Linked DNA regions of Sus scrofa: region 2 is linked to region 1. The links are chromatin contacts, called in public promoter capture Hi-C maps. All regions are on one chromosome and are shown on one strand. The core of a region is the stretch at or near the end of the contact, and the rest is flanking DNA. Distances in the headings are between cores, read along the strand shown.

Region 1 (6,557 bases), core at 2,633-5,132:
ATGAAAAGACAAGCCAAAAGCTGGAAGAAAATATTCACAATTCACATATCTGACAAAGGAACTGTATCCAAAACATACAAAGAAATCTCAAAGCTCAATAATAACAACAAACCAAAGAAACAGTAGATAAAATATTTGAAGACACTACACCAAAGAAGATATCCAGATAGGAAATGAACACATGAAAAGTCACCCAACACAATCAGTCATATAGTGAAATGAAAATTCAAACAATGGTATCCCACCATAAACTTATTATAGTGGCTAAAATTAAAACTACAAGACCAGGAGTTCCCGTGGTGGTGCAGTGGCTAACGGATCCGACTAGGAACCATGAGGTTGCGGGTTCGGTCCCTGCCCTTGCTCAGTGGGTTATCGATCCGGCGTTGCCATGAGCTGTGGTGTAGGTTGCAGATGCGGCTCGGATCCCGCGCTGCTGTGGCTCTGGCGTAGGCCCGTGGCTACAGCTCTGATTCAACCCCTAGCCTGGGAATCTCCATGTGCCGCGGGAGCGGCCCAAGAAATAGCAACAACAACAACAACAACAACAAAAAAAAGACAAAAGACAAAAAAAAAAAAAAACAAAACTACAAGACCAAGCATTGACAAGGATGTGATGCAACTAAAACTTTCATACTTTAATGATCAGAATGCAAAATGGTACAGAAACCAGAAAAACTGTCTCACAATTTCTTAAAAATATAAACATATTATTTGAGCCAGCAATCCCAGTTATTGGCATTTACCCTAGAAAATAAATAAAAATGTATGTTCACACAAAAACCTACAAATTAATGTTTAAATCAGTATTATTCACATGTTCCAAAACTAGGGAAGAAACTAAACATCCTTCAACAACAAAAAAAAATGAATAAACAAATTGTGGAACGCCCATATACACAGAATACTCCCCATCAAAAAAAGAGGAAACCACCGATCTACACAACAACACAAATTTCTAATAATATTATGCTAAGTGAAAGAAGCTAGACATAAAAGGTTACACACAATATAATACTGTTTATACAAGTTTCTGGAGGCAAGCTGTAGGGACTCAGAACAGATCAGTGGTTGCCCAGTGTGATGGTTAATTTTATGTGTCAATTTCATTGGGTCATGGGATGCCAGGTATTTGGCTAAACAATATTTCTAGATTTGTCTGTGAAGGTAATGCCAATCTTACCTGATTGGCACTGAAATCTGTGGACTCAAAGCAAACTGCTCTCCCCAACGTGGCTGGGCAGCATACAGGGCCCATTAGGATTAGAATAGAACAAAAGGAAAAGGGATGGAAAATTCATTCCTTCTCTACCTGACTGCTGGGCTGGAGCAGTGTTCTCCTCCTGTAGTTACACTGGATATATACCATCTTCTCCCCAGGTTCTCAGGCCTTCAGACTCAGGGTGAATTACGCCACCAGCTTTCCAGGGTGTCCAACTTGCAGACTGCATATTGTAAGACTTTTCAGCCTCCATAATTGAGTGCACCAATTCCTTTTAATAAATAAAAACCAATCAATCAATCCTATTGGTTCTGTTTTTCTGGAGAACCCTGAAAGGGATTTTGGTACCAAGAGTGGGCTGCTCATGTAACTAACAAAACCTAAAAAGGTGGGAGCAGCCTTGGAACTAGATAGAGAGGCTGGAAGAGTTTTAAAGTATGTGTCAGCAGGGAAATCTAATCACTTGTAATGGAAAAAAAAAAAAGAATGTGTATAACTGGGTCACTTTGCTGTACAGCAGAAATTGACAGAACATTGTAAATCAACTACAATAAAATTTTTTAAATAAAGTATGTGCTAGGAAAAATCAATATTGCCATGAATTTAAAGAGGATTCTGTTGAGGACTCAGAAAGACAAGAGGAACGCTGAAGAGAAACAGGGACCTGTCACGCATGCTCAGCTCTCAACAAAGGAGTGCAACTTTCCTTGCTCTCTTCTATAAAATGCCTAGGGAAGCCTCTGACAGTGCTAACAGCAGGAGCAGAGAATATCTATAGCCACCTCCTATCACCCTCAATATCCTATTCTTTCCAGTCCTTCAAACACTTTAGAAAATGTTGCTTTTTTTGTGTCTGTGGGCCAATCAACAAAGATTGATATATGATATTCAAATACCAGTATATGAAAGGAAATAATAGACTTAAGAAGCAGAGTTCATTACACTTAGCAATTCTTGAAAATGTGACTCTAAATTTTAAACCATCGACTGCCGACCCTTGCTATCTTTCAATTGCTCACTGATGCAATCTTTATAGACAACTTCGTTTGCTTTACACCACTTCCTCAGTCCTTTTCCCTCCGGATTTCTTCTTAAGAATTTATACTCTCTTATAATACTTCCTCTCCTTATGGATTTTCCCAAAACATCAGACTAAAAATCTAAGTTACATAGTTCCCTATTTTGGCTGCTGTTAGTTATTCCTCTTGGTTTTCCCAGTAACACGTCTCTATTCCACAGAACATTCTCTCAAAATAAAAAATGCAGATATTCTTCAACCCCACAGCTTTTCTAGGAATCCCTCATACAGCAATAGTGTCATAAATCTGTGCCCTGTATCACTATTTGCCACTTTTTGAAAAAATGGAAATGACTATCCACCTTTGAGAGAATGACTTAATTGTGGCATATTTACTCGATGAATGCTATGCAGTCATTAAGAAAAAGAGATAAAAATCTGTATACAATGCAGTGAAAGCATTATAGAGGGGGAAAAGGGATACATGGTGCCTTACATTCAAGAATAATGTTAAGGTGTATATACGCTTAGAAAAACATCAGGAAACATACACGCCAAACCTTTAATGGTTAAGAGATATTCATGGGGTGTAGGATGGACCAAGACCATTCTACTTCTGCACTGAATTATTTTATATCAAATTTGTATTAACGTTGCATTTTAAAAATACTGTTTTTTAACGTGCACTACCTTAACAAACACATATTCATTAGGTTAAGCCTAAACCGCCTCGGAAACTGGCCTTTCATATTACTGTTTTATTTTCTTCAGCACACAAATTGTGATTGTCACATTAAACATTTTTATTGTCTCTCTCTCCCATTGAAGGTAATAAGGCAGGGATCACATTTGTCTTGCACTGTGTCTCACATGTAGAAGGTTCTCAATAATTATTTGCCTCCAGAAAGACTAAGGAGATCCACGTACAAGGCAGATCTCCTGTTCCTGTTAAGGTGACGCTGACAGTGGCTCTTCACCTTTAGGAGTGGTAGGGAGCCAGTACAGAGGGCATTGGTAAATGTTTAAATTAATGAATGAAAATGAGCACCCCTTAATATACAGGAACAACAAAAATGATACACATACGTTTATAAAAAAGAAACGGATGTGGAGACATTAACTTTCTCAGCATTCAGGGCTTCGGAAGCTAAAACCACGGAATTTGGCCAGGATAGAGTGGAATGTCAGATCGGCCGACCGGGGAGAAAAATAAGAACCAGAATCCCGGAGGAGCTAGATGTCCAAAGGAAAAGGCAAGGCTCTGCAGCTGCGAAGATTCTGTAGGAACGTGAGCTACGCTTAGAGGAATAGGGCAAAGAGACTGCTAATGAGAGAAACAAACAACTGTAGAGAATTCTACCTCCCCACCCAAGAACTCAACCGTGAGACCAAGAAAGCTTTTGGCTCACAAGGCAGGCGTCATCACGAAGCGCCCGATTCAGAAAAAGGGGAAGCTCGGCGAGGATGGGAAAGGACCGGTGGTCACGTGACACAGTTTGGTTCACCTTTCCCTTTCAGCGGAAGAAGCTATAGTCAGACTGATAAATCCAGAGAGAAAGTTATCTGTACTAAATAAAATTTTAGGAGAATCTAACATAAATGCATTGCGTCTTTGACTACATTTCACTTTTACCTTTCTTCACAGGCGTCCTAATGAGCGGTTGCCCAAACGAAAGATGGCCCTGCAGGCGCAGGGTCTTACCATAAAGAGTTACCATAGAGACTGAGGCCTAGAAGAGCCCCGAGTGGGAGTCTGTAGGCGGGACAAACGCCCTGTCAACCGGCTTCCGTCCAGGAAGCTCGGGGCGGGGCCTGCGCTTGCGCGAAGATGGTGGCAGAAGAGAGTCTCCGCGTGGTTCGCTGTGGCGGCAGCGAATTGAACTTCAGGAGAGCGGTGTTCTCTGCGGATTCTAAGTATGGGTGCGCCGCGCTTTGCCGCCAGGCTGAGGGGCGTTGAGTCCACCACCTGGGAGCGGGGGGGAGAGGAAGAACTATCCGGCGCGTCCGGGCTGGCGGTTCTGGTCTCGGGAAGGGGCGCGCCCGGAGCACTCCAGGCCCCAGGAGGAGCCGGTAGCTGTTAAGAGGAATGAGATACCTGTTAGTCCAGTGGCACTGCAGACTGGGGCGCGCGCGCTTCTCCCTCTCCAGATCTGCAGGTAAATTGAGGGGCCCCCGGGAGCGGACCCACGTGTCTAGAATCGGCTGGTCGTTGGGGCGGCTGGAAAATGATCCAGGTACAAAATATGTATGCCGCTGTTCTTGCAGTACCATGAGTATCCCTTTTTGGGACCGAATCATGATTTGGAATTCCTGAACGATTAATTATTGGGAGTTCTCCACATATCCTACCCCCTAAAAAACCATTCTGGTCACCTTTTTGGAGCTTTGCGTGGAAAATATTAGATTCTGTGTGGGATAAAAGCATGTTTAAGCCCTGGTCCCCTTCATCAGGAGTTCAGTGTAGCTGGATGCTAAACTAGCGGGTTCGAAACCCGGTTCATCTATTCTGTGCCTCTGCAGGTTCTTAATCTCTGCCTCAGTTGCCTCTATAAAACGGGAGTATTTGGTAATCCATCTCATAAGGTTGTTGAGAGGATTAAGTGCCTAAATACTTAGCGCATCGAACAGTGCCTGGCACTTAATGGTTCAATGTAAGTCAGCTGTCATTATTATTACTGCTGTATTGTCAGCGTCATCTATAAGTGACAAAATGAGATTTTCAGTCAGTGATGGATAATTAAAACCCTTTCTATTTTAGAAAAGTAGAGATAGTGGTCTGTGAAGGTTTGTATGGCCACAATATCTTGTTTATGGGTCTTTAGCAGATAGCTACTGAATGCATGCATGAGTGACTGAAGGAGCTTTCATAAATTAGCTTAGTGGCCAAAAAAAAGGAATCCCTGGTCTTTACAATAAAGAGGGCTTCGTTGATACTTGTGAATCAAAGAAAGAAACTGAAGCTTCAAGAGATTGCTAGAGTTCTACCACTTTGAACTTATATCCAGTTTCTTCCTCCAGTGTACTGTTTTCTACACCTTATTCATTATATTGGGATCTATTGTATCTCATTTGCTAAGGTCTACAGTTTGTTTTTAAGTATTTATCAGCTACATAATTTAAAAAAAAGCTGAGGTGACAAAAGTAAAATAAGTCCACTATTGATCCTACCTTACAGAGCTTTCAGTCTAGTGAGGAAAAGAAAATACTCAGATGTTTCATACATTGTGGCACTTTGAGAGCCCATGAGAAACAGCACTTCAAACTAGAAGGATGGAGCAGGTTGATGAGAAAGTAATATCTAGGCTAGATGTAGGCAGGTGTGTGGTATTTGACTAGGGGATATGCATGGAAGGCATTCCAGATACACGGACAGTATAAACAAAGAGCTAAGATACTGTTAGTAGGCATGGTATATGAAGAAGGTTAGTGGGAAAAAAGATTGGAAAAGGAACATAGAGTCAGTTCTTTGTTGTTGTTTGGTCCGAAGAGAGCATTTTTTAATAAGGTGTTGGGGGAGGAGGGTAATATGACTGTGTTTCCTCAAGAATATTAATCTGAAAACTGTGTAAAACTATATAATACGCAGTGAAAGATGAGAGGCGGGTAGGCTAATATATTTAAAGGTACAGTGATGGCATAGAAGGCATTACACAGTGAAGTTTCCCTCACGCTGCAGGATCTTTAAAAATTAACAGGAGTTTGCCCCTTCCATGGTATTGGAGGAGGGCATCATGCGAAGTGAGCAACTTGAAATTGGGGTTGGGGGAGGGTTGTCATGTGTGTAAGGTCTGTATACTTATAGCATACAGTAAAGGGAAGTGATGAGAGAAAAGTCTAGATGATTATAGACCAAGGCTTATAAGGCTAATGCAGGCATCTGAGCAAGAAATGGCTTTGCCCAGAACTAAGATAATATTGAAGATGAAGAAAAAAGACAGAGTTTTGGAGTAATTTAACAATCAGGATTAACAAGAAGTTGTTGGATTCATACTGGGCCTGTAGACTTTAAAGTACCTGTAAAATCACCAGGTAAACATAGCAGGTGTTAGGTAGCAGTCTGATAGGGAAGGCCTGTATGTGGAAAGTGCTGTTACAGAGCTAAGTCCCTCACATGTGACTGGCACTGATCTGGAATGAGAAGATGAGGGAAGGCTTCCAGTGGAAAGAACCCTGAGCTGAATCTTCAAGTAGTAGCCAGAAAGAAAGGGTTCCTAAATAAAGGCAGAATGTGCAAAGGCATGGTGAGTATTGAGGGGTGGGAGTGGGGGGTTGCATTCAGGCAAAGTCATTATTCTCTGCCAAGGAGTAAGGAAGTTA
Region 2 (6,557 bases), core at 2,281-4,780, 280 kb after region 1:
CTCTCCTATTCTGTTGATCTAAATTTCTGTTTTTGTGGCAGTACCATACTGTCTTGATGACTGTAGCTTTGTAGTAGAGTCTGAAGTCAGGGAGCCTGAATCCTCCAGTTCCAATTTTCCTTTTCGATACTGCTTTGGCTATTTGAGGTCTTTTGTGTTTTCATACAAATTTTAAAATATTTACCTAAAGATTTTAGAATTATATTTAAACTTAACTTAGTATAAAACATGACTGTTGATATAGAAAAATTTGTTTTAATTACTTTAGTGAATACAAATTAACATTTTTCATAAACTGAAATATTCTCTAGCAATAATGCTAGCTTATTTAATGACTAAATCAATATAAGCAGTTTAGGAAGTTTGAATTAGCTAATCTCTTTATGAGAAAACAAATCTAAACGTTATTTTTAAAAAGTATGTATATTTTACTTAACATTGATAAATTATAGAAAAAACATATAATTGCCTTTTTTCTTAAACCAAAATTATTAATCCAGCCTGATTTCCCCAAAGACTCTCCTTAATTATTAAACTTGGATTCCTGAAATGTTTCTAAGCTAGCAGTTTTTATAAGGACTTTTTATTTAAGTCTAGCACATTTAAGGCATCAGAAATTCTGGGCTTTTTGGTTTGTTTGTTTTGTTTTTGTTTTTTCATGGCCACACCCATGGCATATGAAAGATCCTCGGGCAGGGAATGAGCCACAGCTGTGACCTATGCTGCAGCTGCAACAATGCTGGATCTTTTAACCCACAGTGACCTGAGTTGATAGAGTCAGATTCTTAAGCCACTGTACCACAGTTGAGAACTCCTGGACATTTTTTAATTTGAGAGACTTATGCAAGTACATATATATGTATGTCAATAAGAACAAAGTTCCTTTAACTTAAGAGACATTATAATGGAATTTATTAATACCCTACAGAGTCAGAAAACATTTTACATTTACTCAGCAAAATATAAATGCTGTTATAAATTATGGACACAGACACATAGCTTACAGCTTCAGTTTTACAACCTCAATCTCAAGTTGAAAGTAAACAAAGAAACACAAAGACTCTGCAGTTCAGATCTCAAAATAATTGTTCTTCCTAGTGGGCACAAAATTCTTAATCAATTCGAGTTCATAAAGGACAAACAAAAATACTAAAAACCATACCTCCTCACACCAGTCAGCATGACCATCATTAATAACTCTATAAGTAACAAATTCTAGAGAGGATGTGGAGAAAAGGGAACCCTTCTATACTGTTGGTGGGAATGTAAATTGGCACAACCACTATGGAAAACAGTATGGAAATACCTCAGAAAACCAAATATAGAGGTACCATATGATCTGGCAATCCTACTCCTGGGCATATATCCAGACCAAACTATAATTTAAAAAGATACATGTACCCCTATGTTCATTGCAGCACTATTCACAATAGCCAAGACATGGAAACAACCTAAATGCCCATAGATAGATGAATATATTAACAAGATGTGGTACATATATACAATGGAATACTATTCGGCCATAAAAAGAACAAATCAATGCCATGTGCAGCAGCATGAATGCAACTAGAGATTCTCATACTAAGCAAAGTCAGAAAGAAAAAGACAAAACCATATGATTTAACTTATACATGGAATCTAAAATATGACACAAATGGGAGTTTCCATTGTGGCTCAGTGGGCTAGGAATTTGACTTGTATCCATGAGGATGCAGGTTCAATACCTGGCCTTGCTCAATGGGTTACAGATCTGGCATTGCTGTGAGCTGTGGTGTGGGTTGCAGACAAAGCTCAGATCTGGCATTGCTATGGCTGTGGCATAGGCTGGCAGCTGCAGCTCTAATTTGACCCCTCTCCTGGGAACTTCCATATGCCACAGGTGCAGCCCTAAAAAGCAATAAATAAATAAATAAATAAACAAAATATGGCACAAATGGGACTATCTACAAAACAGACTCACAGACATAGAGAACAGACTTGTGGTTGCCATGGGGGAGGGGGAGAGAGTGGGATGGATGGAGAGTTTGGAGTTAGTAGATGCAAGCTATTACATTTATAACAGATAAGCAAGGAGGACCTACTGTATAGCACAGGGAACTATATCCAGTCTCTTGGGACAGAACATAATGGAAGATAATACGAGAAAAAGAATGTATATATACATATGCCTGGGTCACTTTGCTGTACAGTAGAAACTGGCACAACATCTAAAATCAACTATACTTTAATATAAAAAAAGAAAAATACTAAAAACCTGGATTCTTTGTCATCTCATTTCTAAAAGAAATTAGATCTTCATCACCTAGCAGGTATCACCAAATGGTTAGGCCATAAAACCAAATTCCCAATCATTGCTATCCATGTGAAATAACTTAGCCATGCATCAATCAGAAACAAAAACAAAGTTTTAAAAATTCAGTAAAAAGTAAAAACAGACAGTAAACTTAGTTCTATAACCACTTTGGATTAACTGTAAGACAGTTAATATATTCCTGGGTTTAAACCACCCATGAAGTATGCTTTCTTGATCATAAAGTTTGGTTCTATTATATGAGTCCATTTGGGTGTCTCTGTAAAAACTTAAGATTTCCAAAATTAAAGTATAATTTTCAAAAACAGAAAGCCATGTTTCTTGTGCAAATATAAAATGAACATTTATCAGAGTTTTGTTAAATGAGGGAACACGAAGTTAAAACCAATTCAAAGAGTTTATGAGAAAGCAGACATATATTAATTTAAAAACACTGCAGAGTTAGATGCAAACTGGTTAATATCTTGCAGAATAAGTCACAACCTGTGGGGTTATCTGGCCCATCAGACAGAAATTATTTGCATTATCTGTCACACAAAAATCTACCAGTTAACCTCTGCCTTAGCAGAATTATAAAATAGCCTGGTCAGGAGTTCCCTTGTGGTACAGCAGAAACAAATATGACTGTTATCCATGAGGATGCAGTTCAATCCCTGGCCTCGCTCAGTGGATGGGGATCTGGGGTTGCCAGTGAGCTGTGGTGTTGATCCCAGACGCTGCTAGGATCTGGCATTGCTGTTGCTCCAGCTGACCCCCAGCCTAGGAACCTCCATATGCGTGGGTGCGGCCCCTAAAAAAAAAAAAGCCCAGTCAATAGAAAGTCAAAGCCAGAAAAGCTATGAAAGAAAACCTGGTAATCTCTTGCCAATTTTGGATGATTTTTCTCATAGGAGTAAGGTTGTGACTATTGCATGAGTATACCTATATTAAAAATTACTCATTTATCTGAAATTCATATTTAACTGTGAATCCAGTATTTATCTTTTAACCTTAGTAACAAGTTAACAAAAGCTTTATCAAGGCTGTACAGTTCTATTACCAACAACGTATCTCTTAAATCTGTGTATAGCTTCATATTCTTGCCTAGATAATAAATATTAAGTAGCATTTCGAATGCTCGTCTATTCTTCACATTTACCACTGGGAGGCGCCTGTAACTCACAGTCTACTGGATGCCGAATCGTAACGAGGCTATGAGAGTGTTTCAACTTCTTATCCGCTAGGGGGACAGTTCAGAAACCTCTCAGGTTTCACAACAAGGCTCTGCTCTCGTGCTTGCTAATAATCTGAGCGCACGCGCGCAACTGCTCCAAGGCCCGCTCGGACTGCGCAGGCGTTCCAGTGAGCGCGTGGAAGCCTTTGGTAGGACTCACCGGACGGAAAGGGAGGGGCTGGAGCCGCTGGGATAGCACACGCTCGGGGGGTGTAGGCTGCGCACTGCTGGGTCGCTGTCCGGGCCGCGCATCCAGGTATTTGATGCTCCGTGGAGATGCCTAGCCCGGGCGTTCAACACGAGGACGGCGCAGGGCTGGTCTCCACTGACAACTCGACCCCTCAAAAGGAAGATCTAAGCCGCAAGGTGAGTGTGGGGACGAGGTGACAAGGCCCCCAGGCGCGGGACAGGGTGCTATTCGTCCTCAGAGAAGATCCACTGTGGCCGTGTGGTCCGATTTCGGCTTTGCCGGACTGGGCTGCATTGACAGCTACAGTTAAAGGGAGATCGTGAAACTTGCCCCGAGATTAGTCCCAGATAGCAGTAGGGTGGAGGTTTAGTTGGGTGGTTTTGTTTTTTGGGTTTTTTAAACCCCAAATTTTTAAGTCATTTTAAAAGCCCTTATACAATAAAATTTACCTTTTTCCTTTTCTGTAAATCTAGCACATGTATAAATTTGTTTGACTACCACTATTGGGATACAGAACTGTTCCATTACCCCAAGAGACTCCCTTTATAGCCATGCTTTCCCCCACCTAGAAGCTCTGGCCGCAGCCTGATCTGCTGCCGATGACAGAACAGTTTTGTCCTTTAGGGAACATCATGTAGATGAAATCATAGCATATGTCATTCTAAGATTGGCTTCTCTCACACAGCATAATGTCTTTGAGATTTATGGTTGAGTTTTCTATATACTCTTTTTTTTTTTTTTTTTTGTCTTTTTGCCTTTTCTAGGGCCGCACAAGCGGCATATGGAGGTTCCCAGGCTAGGGGTCTAATTGGAGCTGTAGACACCGGCCTACACTACAGCCACAGCAATGGGATCCAAGCCTCCTCTGACTTACATCACAGCTCATGACAACACCAGATCCTTAACCCACTGAGCAAGGCCAGGGATCGAACCCACAACCTCATGGTTTCTAGTCGGATTCGTTAACCACTGCGCCACGACAGGAACTCCAGGTTTTCTACATACTGTTGAGCTTGGGGGCATGTTGAAGTTTGTTCCCAGGCCAGTGATCAAACCTGTGCTTCAGCAGCAACCCAGGCCACTCCAGTGATAACGCTGGATCTTTAACCTGCTGCACAAGGGAAGAAATACTGCCCACCCTAGAGCTGCTGCTGATATCCTGTGCCTCAGAAAATATCACCACCAACTATCCACCTGTCTGTGCCAGTAATCTGGGAGCCACCCCTTAAGTCCATTACAAAGTCCTATCAGGTTAACATTTAAGGCCCACTTCAAAGATGTCCCTTTATCACCATAGCTCACCACTTATACTGATGTGTGATATATCCCTGAGGTGTTTAAGGTCTGGCAAAGATCATACAGGATCTCCTTTTAGAGGCTTTAGTGATACTATGTAATCAGTCCTGTTCACAAAATAACTACCATTACTGATTGAACCTTCTCTTACTAATAAAAAGTGAGACCTAGTTCAACAGTGACAGCATCTGTGCTAGCTTTTGAGATACAGAGAGGAGTAAAGCAGAGAGGAAAAGTGATAGGTTGTACTGCCCCCCACCCCCAACCCCCCCGGTAGGGCATTTACTACTGCTTGCTTAGTCTGAATGTGTGGCCACACCATTTAGGACATAAGTCATGAAAAGCATTGGTATAGAGGGATGAGGTTGGGAGAAGTGACCCCACCCCACATTCCATTTGGTATTTTTCAAGAAAGTTAAAATACAACTTAAGTGAAATCATTGAAAAAAATGGTATTGCTTTTGGGTTTTGGTGCAATTATGTTTTTATTTCATATTGTCACTTTTAAATAAAAGGTATAAACCTTGTTTAGTAACTGTGGCTGTTCCCTGAATATGAATGCTGGTTGCCAATATCCTATCTGGGTCCAAGGGGCCATCTAACACCTGGCAAGTCTGATCACTCTTTCTTCCCCCAATTTTCCCACACTTGCACCACCACACACACTGTTGTTGAAAACAATCTATATATTCACCGACTGTCCATTTGGACAATCAGTACATTTTAGCCCCTTATCACATCTTTTTAATTTTAAAGGTCCCTCAGTGAGCATACTTTGCTAACTTCTGATTTAAGAAAATCTTCTTTATTTCAATAGATTAAAGAACAAAAAATTATTGTGGATGAACTTTCTAACCTAAAGAAGAACAGGGTAAGTTATTAGAATTATTCTGAACAGTATGCCAGAGGGTTTGATTATATCTCATTAGCTTATATAAAAGTTATAAGAACTATATATAAGATTTATGTCAAAATTTATAAGATTTCAGCATCTTTTTAGTTAAATTGCAAAAGTGAAAAGTGTATATGTATCATATATGGATGTCTATATATTAATCATAGTTGATGATATCTTTTCCCCATAATATGCAATTGACATTACCTTTGAACAAAGTGATACTAATTATTTTATCTTGGAGCTGTAATCACTAATAGTCTTTGTTTTATACTTGAATTTGGTGTTTTCTTTTGAAATGAACTTTATTTAAATATACTAAAAAGATAAGAAACTAGTCCTTTAAGTGAATGTAGATAATTAATTTTTTTTTAAAAAAGGATAAATGCTTCCTCTTCCCCTTCCCTGAGTTTTTTACAGAAAGCTTCCAAATCTTTTATTGTTGTTGTTTAACACCATTTCTATTAATGTATTTATAAACAATCAAGCTACTGCTTCATGTGTAGTTATACTTGCCAAAAATTATATTTTGAAGGTAAGGAAGAATGATTTGAACCCTTTAAAACATTTTAAAAATTATTTGGTAACTGACAGGTTAGACATTTCTGATATGGTCATTTGTGGAATATTAGAAGTTAGGGTACAATTCATA

Evidence for each region. Promoter capture Hi-C pulls out the DNA fragments that hold promoters and counts their contacts.
Region 2: a promoter capture Hi-C map of liver shows a contact between it and region 1, with 6 times the contacts expected there. The contact joins the promoter of ASNSD1 here to the promoter of WDR75 in region 1. A contact is called at or near these places in 1 of 5 promoter capture datasets (liver), 4 of 47 Hi-C or Micro-C datasets (embryonic fibroblasts, liver and skeletal muscle) and 2 of 2 datasets of contacts at active chromatin or transcription factors (alveolar macrophages and skeletal muscle).

The regions. Positions count from the first base shown.
Region 1 is chr15:93,977,172-93,983,728 of Sscrofa11.1, forward strand. WDR75 (WD repeat-containing protein 75) reads left to right here and starts at 3,883. Exons shown (of 21, transcript XM_003133536.4): 1 at 3,883-4,154. The coding sequence starts at 4,069. It also overlaps a transcript of COL5A2 not described here.
Region 2 is chr15:94,258,380-94,264,936 of Sscrofa11.1, forward strand. ASNSD1 (asparagine synthetase domain-containing protein 1) reads left to right here and starts at 3,531. Exons shown (of 6, transcript XM_003133541.6): 1 at 3,531-3,890; 2 at 5,828-5,881.